Regions from separate parts of the Hordeum vulgare genome. Here region 1 is linked to region 2. A link is a contact called in public Hi-C data. All regions are on one chromosome and are shown on one strand. Each heading gives the region's core, a stretch centred on a gene start, on an enhancer-like site or on the middle of the called end of the contact. The rest is flanking DNA. Distances are from core to core; before and after follow the strand shown. Region 1 has its middle 9.5 kb from the start of LOC123427421. Region 2 has its middle 16 kb from the start of LOC123428673.

The links. A called contact is a pair of places that touch in the nucleus more often than the background predicts.
Region 1: a contact with region 2 is called in a Hi-C map of leaf, with 2.7 times the contacts expected there. The contact joins two enhancer-like sites. A contact is called at or near these places in 3 of 6 Hi-C or Micro-C datasets (leaf and seedling) and 1 of 1 datasets of contacts at active chromatin or transcription factors (embryo).

What each region holds. Positions count from the first base shown.
Region 1 is chr2H:579,827,084-579,830,677 of MorexV3_pseudomolecules_assembly, forward strand. No RefSeq gene overlaps it. Among protein-coding and RNA genes, the nearest start is that of LOC123427421, 9.5 kb to the left of the region's middle. Within about 2 kb of position 1,533, at least 3 of the 3 cell types and tissues checked have open chromatin away from gene starts, as enhancers often do. A contact at or near this core is called in leaf and seedling, where this site is marked.
Region 2 is chr2H:579,199,434-579,203,403 of MorexV3_pseudomolecules_assembly, forward strand. No RefSeq gene overlaps it. Among protein-coding and RNA genes, the nearest start is that of LOC123428673, 16 kb to the right of the region's middle. Within about 2 kb of position 1,793, at least 3 of the 3 cell types and tissues checked have open chromatin away from gene starts, as enhancers often do. A contact at or near this core is called in leaf and seedling, where this site is marked.

The DNA of each region.
Region 1 (3,594 bases), core at 283-2,782, 630 kb after region 2:
TACGCGGACGCACAAATAAAAGATGTTCGTGGAAGTTTAGGAATCATATTTGTAATGTCCGGTTGTATATGCTCTTATAAGCGACCACATTCAGGATATAACCCATATCTGCTTCCGACCTACATGTACGTATATCCAATATCTACGAATTGCACACTTCTCACTTTTGGCTTGTGGCATCCTTCAGTAAAATTTGACGTGACAGGAGAGCATGCAATGAATTGACACGAAGACCCTTTGTGTATATTTACTACTCTAGCACAGTACTTTACCTGTCCTACACGACATAAATCCGTGGCATACCGTACGCCTACATGTCGAAACTGAGCAGCTGAGCCTGAGCTAGCCAGGCAGAACCAACATCTGTGCGACAAGTGCCCCAGCCTTTTGCGGCCGCATGCTCCAAGAAAACACACAAAAAGAGCTGCCACTGTGCTCCGTAACCTCAGCGTGGCATGCATGAGCTGATCGACGCCAGAGGCAAAAACTGCAAAAGGAAGGCCGGGGTATGCACGTACAGTAGAGTAGCTCCACCTAGCTACCTAGCTAGCTTGCTAGTCCATGCTCAAGACAACTAGTCCAAGCGCAGGCCGGCCGCAGCTTTAACTTGCGTGCTCCAGCTCCTATATCAACAGCTTTTTCCTTGGCAGATGTTGTACGTGTGTATAGGCTTCAACCCCAGATGTTGTACGTCCAGTTTCAGGCAAGTAGTAACCCTAATCCCAGTTTCTACGTGAGTATAGATCCGCTGAGACAGTATTTCTTGTGGCTTTATCACATGTCGGCATGAACTCCCGTCGTACCAATAATCCCCGTCATGTGATGCGACCCGACTAAGTAAATTAGCATCAGCTACTAGCTTTGCCCTCTGGAAAGCTAACTGGAAAATAGTTTAACTCGATACGGCACGCACGATATCACATGGCAGATAGTACTACAAATCAAGATTCACTGGATACAGAAGCTGGACCGGTCTATGTGTCGTAAACCTACCACTAGCTAAGGACGACATGATGGGTGGGTTTAATTATCTCCCTGAAGTTTCAACGCCTGTCAGTCTAATTGCAGCCGTGGAGGGGCAGGAGGTGACCAGAGAGGCGGCAGCTGCTGAAGCGGTAAGAGACAAAGTCGCATGGCAGATGGAGAAAGCCCCATGCTGCTGCTGCCGCCGCTGCCGCCATGGACATAAGTCTGAGAGGAGATGTTTGTAGCGGCGAGGCGATCGAGACGAGGAGATCAGATGCATGGATGGATAGAAGCATCAGGCACAATGATATGATGGCGCTTCCTCGTCACGCCTTGTGTGGAGTAAAGATAGGAGGGATGGTTCAGACTTCAGAGCTTTGGCCCGAACGAATGGGCGGATAACTAACTGGCGGGCTGGGCGAGATCTCCGAATTGTTTTTGACCCCCCCGAAGCTAGTGAAAACGACGGCTCAGCGGAAAGAGCGAGTGGCCAACCAACTGTTCAAAGATGCCATCGATCCAGTCCAGGCGCATCCATCGATTGGTTTGGCAAACATAGCTGGAGGGCGGGCCCACCTAAGAAAAGGCTAGCCTGGCGCTGACACGTGGGCCCGCACCGCAACAGAAGGAAGTGTGGTCCTCTGTAAAATTATTGTAGTAAGACGAAAGAAATATATCAAGGCCGACTGCAAGAACAGCAATCGGAAACACCTTTTGATAATCGTTTGGGCAAATAGGGATGTAAGACATGTGTCAATGCATCGTACTTTATCATGTTATTATAGGAGCATTAATAATTTAAGAAATAAACATGTCAATGCATTATTTCTTACTCCCTCCGTTCCTAAATATAAGACATTTTAGAGATTGTACTATAAACTACATACGGATGTACATAGACATATTTTAAAGTACAGATTCACTCATTTTACACCGAATGTAGTCTCCTAGTGAAATTCCTAAAATGTCTTATATTTTGGAACAGAGAGAGTATGAGTTGTATCTACATTTCATAATTTGAGCTAATATATGCATATGATTGGGCTAGAATTATTTTTTACCTATAGCCACGTGCAAGAGCTGTATGTTAGCTACTTCCTCTGTCACGGTTTAGAAAGCGCGCATGAGCAATTTCTGGGACCAAGGTGAATCTTGATTGGATCTAAATTTTTTGCAAGTGCTCACACAATAACCGCACGACGCCTAACTATTTGAGAAGATAATGCAGAGTAACTCACACAACCACTAAACGAAGAGTGCATGTAGCCTACTAGTACTTCTAATTAATTAAGCATTAAATGCCACACGCCATAATCCTCTTCTATTATGGAAATGCATGTAAACGGAACCATGCCTTCTAAACCGTGACGGAGGAAGTACAATACAACCTTACTCTCTTTCTTCATTAACTAATATGGCATGCCACCAAAATGGCTATGAAATCACGCTAAGAAACTAGCATTGACACATGTCTAAGGCCTCTTGCAATGCACAAGTGCTTCAATGAAGTGCTAAGCACATTAAATACTTTAGCAACCAAAGCTTCCAATGCATAGGTGTTTAGTTTGTTGTAGCTAAGCCCATTTTATTAAATGATTTAGTAACTAAACTAGTTCATGCATTGGTGGGCTTCCTTCATCTAAGTGTTTTGCATAGGTTCCAGCGCTTGATATTGTTTCTTTTTACGGTAACCAAACTTACCTCTCTCCTTTTAATTACACTGTCATGTCAGATTTTTCGCCTACATGACATCCTTAGCACCGGTACAAGGTGGAGCACTGGAAAGGGCCTAACGACATCTCCAACACCGACCTCTAAAACGTACATGGTATTTAACCTTTCATGGACAAAGATGTAGAAGTCGGCCATTCAATTATGTTTGGGTACATTTCGGTATTTAACCTTTCATGTACATTTCATACATTATTATCATGATACTACATCTGTAATGCATAGTACTACCTCCGTTCCGGTGTATAAGTCATTCGTGCAGTTCTAGGTCATCGATTTAAGAAATTAAATGTGTGTTATATGTCATGAAAAGTATATCACTAGATTTTTACACGGATGTAGTTTCTAAATATATATATTTTTGGTCACATGTAATACATATTTAGATAGTTAAATTATCGATGTATAACTACGTGAATAACTTATACATCGGGATGGAGGTAGTAATCCCTTACTCCACGTGTGTAGTGCACCTAAGGAGGAGCATTGCAATCTAGGCACAAGGAGATTGGGCAAGGTAAATAATTCGAACCATAAAGGAAGCCAATCACCACCCGAATCTCTCTTTACAAAATGTTGCAATTAATCGAACAATAATAGCTGGCACGGTTTAGCTAACCCATGAATTTAAATTTATAACATGCAACCAAACCTCACACTAGATATATTGTTACCTAATTAATTGGGATTAAGTTTAAGAGGAGGAGGATTGCATGCGTTGGTATAACATTTTTCAAGGGAGTGTTAATTATGAAGATTAATGCACCTATAATGACTTAGGCGACTTATACTTTTGGAATTCCAGGCTTCTCTTAGGTGCCCAACACACTTGAACGGAGGGAGTATCATATGTTAGTGTTTTAAGATAGTTCATTTGTTACCATGCATGCCACATAA
Region 2 (3,970 bases), core at 543-3,042:
CTAATACAGTTATGGCTCAGAACTTACTTGGTTGAAGAAAAATTATCTGATATTATTTATTCATGATGTTGAGCATTTTAAGACCAATTACATGATTGATGACAGTTATAGTGGATACGTGTCACTAGTGCACGAGTTGAACCATGTTAAGATCACTTCAGACATCTTTACAAGATTATTTTGTACTATTGTGTCACTAGTCCAACTTTTGCATACATTCTTTTTGAGCGAAAGTAGTTTGCTAACTATGTTATCATTAATTATGTTCTTCAACAGATACTTTCGTTAGAGACTGTGCCTATCGTGATGTTCACCGAAGGTTATTTGCATATGGTTAGCTTACGGCCAATTCTCTGGGTGAGTTTCCCACGTAGATAGACGATGTTTCGAAGGGATGAAACCATGAATATCAAAGGATGGAGCAACGCAATAAAAGCATGTATGCAACCACTTGGCAAAGACGATAAGGATTTGCGCATGGCACAAATTGAAGATAGATTGATCTGTATTCTTCATAGCGGAGATGAATGAGTTTACCTTTTTATGCTATTTACCTAAGAGAGGGAAGTAGGTTCTAGCTTGTACTCATCATCATCATGCGCTACAATGATGATCATTTATTTAACTAGTATGACAACAATTAGTTAGTATTGCTAACTTGTGATATGCTAGATGATGAGTTACGATAATATGATGATGAGTTGTTATATCATTGGGTGTAAAAAATATGGATTAGATTATAATTGATGAATCCAATTAATCAAATTGAATTAGTAGAATGATATGATGTTGGGACAACACACAGTTGTGCTTATCATTCGGCATTTGTGTGCCGTCCCAATATTATATCGTCCTACTAATCTAACTTGGTTAATTGGATCCATCCAGTTTAATCTAACCAACACTCACTACCTCTTCGTTGGTACCGTATAAAACTTGTATAACGGTATACAAATAAAGAAAACACGAATAGATAGTAGTGGTGCTTGATAGAAACAAGGCTACTGCTATCAGAACTAGTAGTAACGCTGCGTGTAAAACACGCTACCGCCAAATACTAAAGGTAGCGTCTTAGCAGTAGCAATGACAGTTGTATTACTGGTAGCCCGAAAACCAGCGCAACTGGTAACGTTTTCCCTAGTAATCGGAGACGGGGCTGTGGCGGCAACTACTGGGCTTGGCAGCGTGGCAGCGCTGGCTCGGAGCTTTGGGCAGGAGGGCATGCTAAGCAGCAGGATGGCGCTGCGGGGGCGCGATGGGAGCAGGAGGGCGGCAGCAACGGCCACCGTGCGGAGGCGGCACTAATGCACCAACGTCGTTCCTCACTGCAATCTCTCCGCGTGCTACGTGTTCAATGAAATGACAAACGGACATCAGAAAATATATCCGCTTTTATTGAACGCACTGGCTGGCCCACTTAGAAAGGAGACATGAACGAGGATGGATGACCCTAACGAACAAAAAAGAACAAAATCGACGTCATTTAGATCGGTCCGTTGGAGTTACTTTTCGTTCTTACGAGCTAGTCACCACAGAAATCGCATGTTACTGTCATTGAACCGAGATAATCTGGTGGTATCCATGCCCGGCACGCCACGGGAGGGAGGGGATGGGGATATATACTCGAGGCCGAGACGGAACACACACGGGCTGACACAGGTCGGCCATGGGATCGAGCCCGGAAGCATGGGGACCGGAGGCGAGCGAAAGCGACGCAACGGGGGAGAGCTCAACGGTTTCGTCAGGGCGCGCAGCCGACGGGGCCCGTCCCGGCGGTGGGCCTCGGCCCGGCCCCTCTCTGTTCGGAATTGGTAGGAATTGTTTGGGTCTTCCCACCCTCTCCTGCATGCATGCACCGCCAGTGTAGTCCCCCAGCTTTGTTTCTTTGGCCCGGACACCCAGCTCATCAAGCCTCTCTCTCTCTCTCTCTCTCATACTACACAGAGGCCACACCTCTCTCTCTCTCTTTCGATCTCGCAGATCACCACACACACTCTGTCTCTCATGGTCTCATGGAGTTGCAAATTGCACGGCCTGGGCAGGGGTCATAATGCAGCTTGTTGGGATGTGGTTGGATTGGTTTCCATCGATCTGATCACATGCACCAATTAATCTTAACAAAGACGTGGCCGGGCCGGGGGCTGACAAAGGAGAGATCGCTAGTGGTGGGGTGTGAGCTACAGGGACTAGCTATTGGGGAACCAACGCAGTACTACGTACGTACGTCCGTCCAGCAGAGCTCCTTGTCATTGCCACACCATGGATCGGTATCGAGCCAGTGCCTAGAGGTGGATCTGCTGCTCGCTGCGTACGTAGGAGGGAGGGACACAAGTGCAGAGGCTTTTACAAGGTTGTTCCAAAAAGTCTCCGCCCTCTCTAACACATTATATTGAGATCCTGTCCTGTGAGCATGAGGAGAGAGGTCAGAATTTTTTTCGACACTGTTTATCACGCCATCTCATACAGTGATACTGCACAGTTAGGACTTGACATATGTGCACCGTGCACGTACGTACGTACGTACGCATGCCTGCTGCCTGCCCGCGCGCTGCATGTCAAACTCAAATGTCAGGACCGCATGCATGCATGCTTGCGCTAGCTACATGCATGTGTACGTACAACGACTAGTGCAATGAAGTTATTATATATGCTCAGTAAAAGGCGTACATCCTCCCCTAATAAGAGCGATCAAAAGGCGTCTAGCCTGCCCAGTTAAGGAGTACGTACTAGTACTATCCATACGTTTTGCGCGTACCTTGACATCCAACGGCGAACTGTAGTTTGTAATGGATGGTATCGATATGGAAAGGCATGAAGGACGACGGTGGAAGAGATTTTTCTGCCGATTGATGGATCTCTCTCTCTCCCTCCCTCTCTCTCTTCCTCTCTTTCTCTCTCTCTCGTAGCCAGTGGTCCTCTAAGTTTTTCTGCCCATATCGAGCATATGCCGGTACCACTACCATGCGTTGTGTACATTTGTAGTTTCTGCCATCAACATTAATCTCCCATGTCTGTTGGTCTTTTTAGCATCTTCGTCATAAAGCCGGCACTGTCCCTCGCTTAGCACATACGGACATATCTGTTGCACATCACCCGCAGGCAGCTGCGCCGAAAGTAAATACGTGTACTATATACCCATGCGTTCATCGAGCCTTTTCGATCGACATCGCGCCGCAGTTCTGCACCAACCTGAGCAGATCGGAAGGTAGAGATCGACGCGCCATTGTAACTTGGTGGTGATGGAGCTAGCATGGAGAGATGGGGGTCGACAGGCACTGCGCCGGTGTAGATGGGCGGCCGGAGCTGAGGGAGGAGGCATGCGCGCGCGCAGCAGGCTGGGGGGTGAGTGGACCACCAAATTATGGGCTGCGATGACCGATGAGGTCCCGACCCCTCCCTCTCATCAAGGACATGTTGTAGAAGCATGGCCCAGCCGGTACACTAACCAGGCCTGAGCCTGAGCCTGAGCCTGACCCGGTCTCTGCGCGCCTCGGCCGGATCGAGCAGCAAACAGCGGTACGGATGAACGATCGGGAGAAGAGATCGGTGTACGAGTGTGTGATGGTAGCTCCCTCGTCACCTTACCTATAGCTATAGCTACGTGGTAGTAGCTGCTAACCATATATGCGTGTCATGTGCGGGTGCCTACCTAGCTAGCTAGCTAGCTAGCTAGGTCACAAGAAAGGTAATACGGCCGGAGGTGCACGCGTACGTACGTACATGATGCATGCCTGCGTGGTCCTCCGGGCTCCGGCCATGCATCCATAGCACAGGCACGCGCCGTATGATGCGCCCACGCCCGACTGAGGCTGCCCGGCCGGCATGCCTGTATCGGTGTATATGTATGCCGTCTAGCTTGTCGTGCGTGCGTACCATGCGTCCAGCTACTTTTATCTGAGTCCTCTTCTCCCTTCTTTTTGTGCGTGTCATTTTTGTTCGCGAGTCATGTGCTAATCTTTTGGGCAGTACT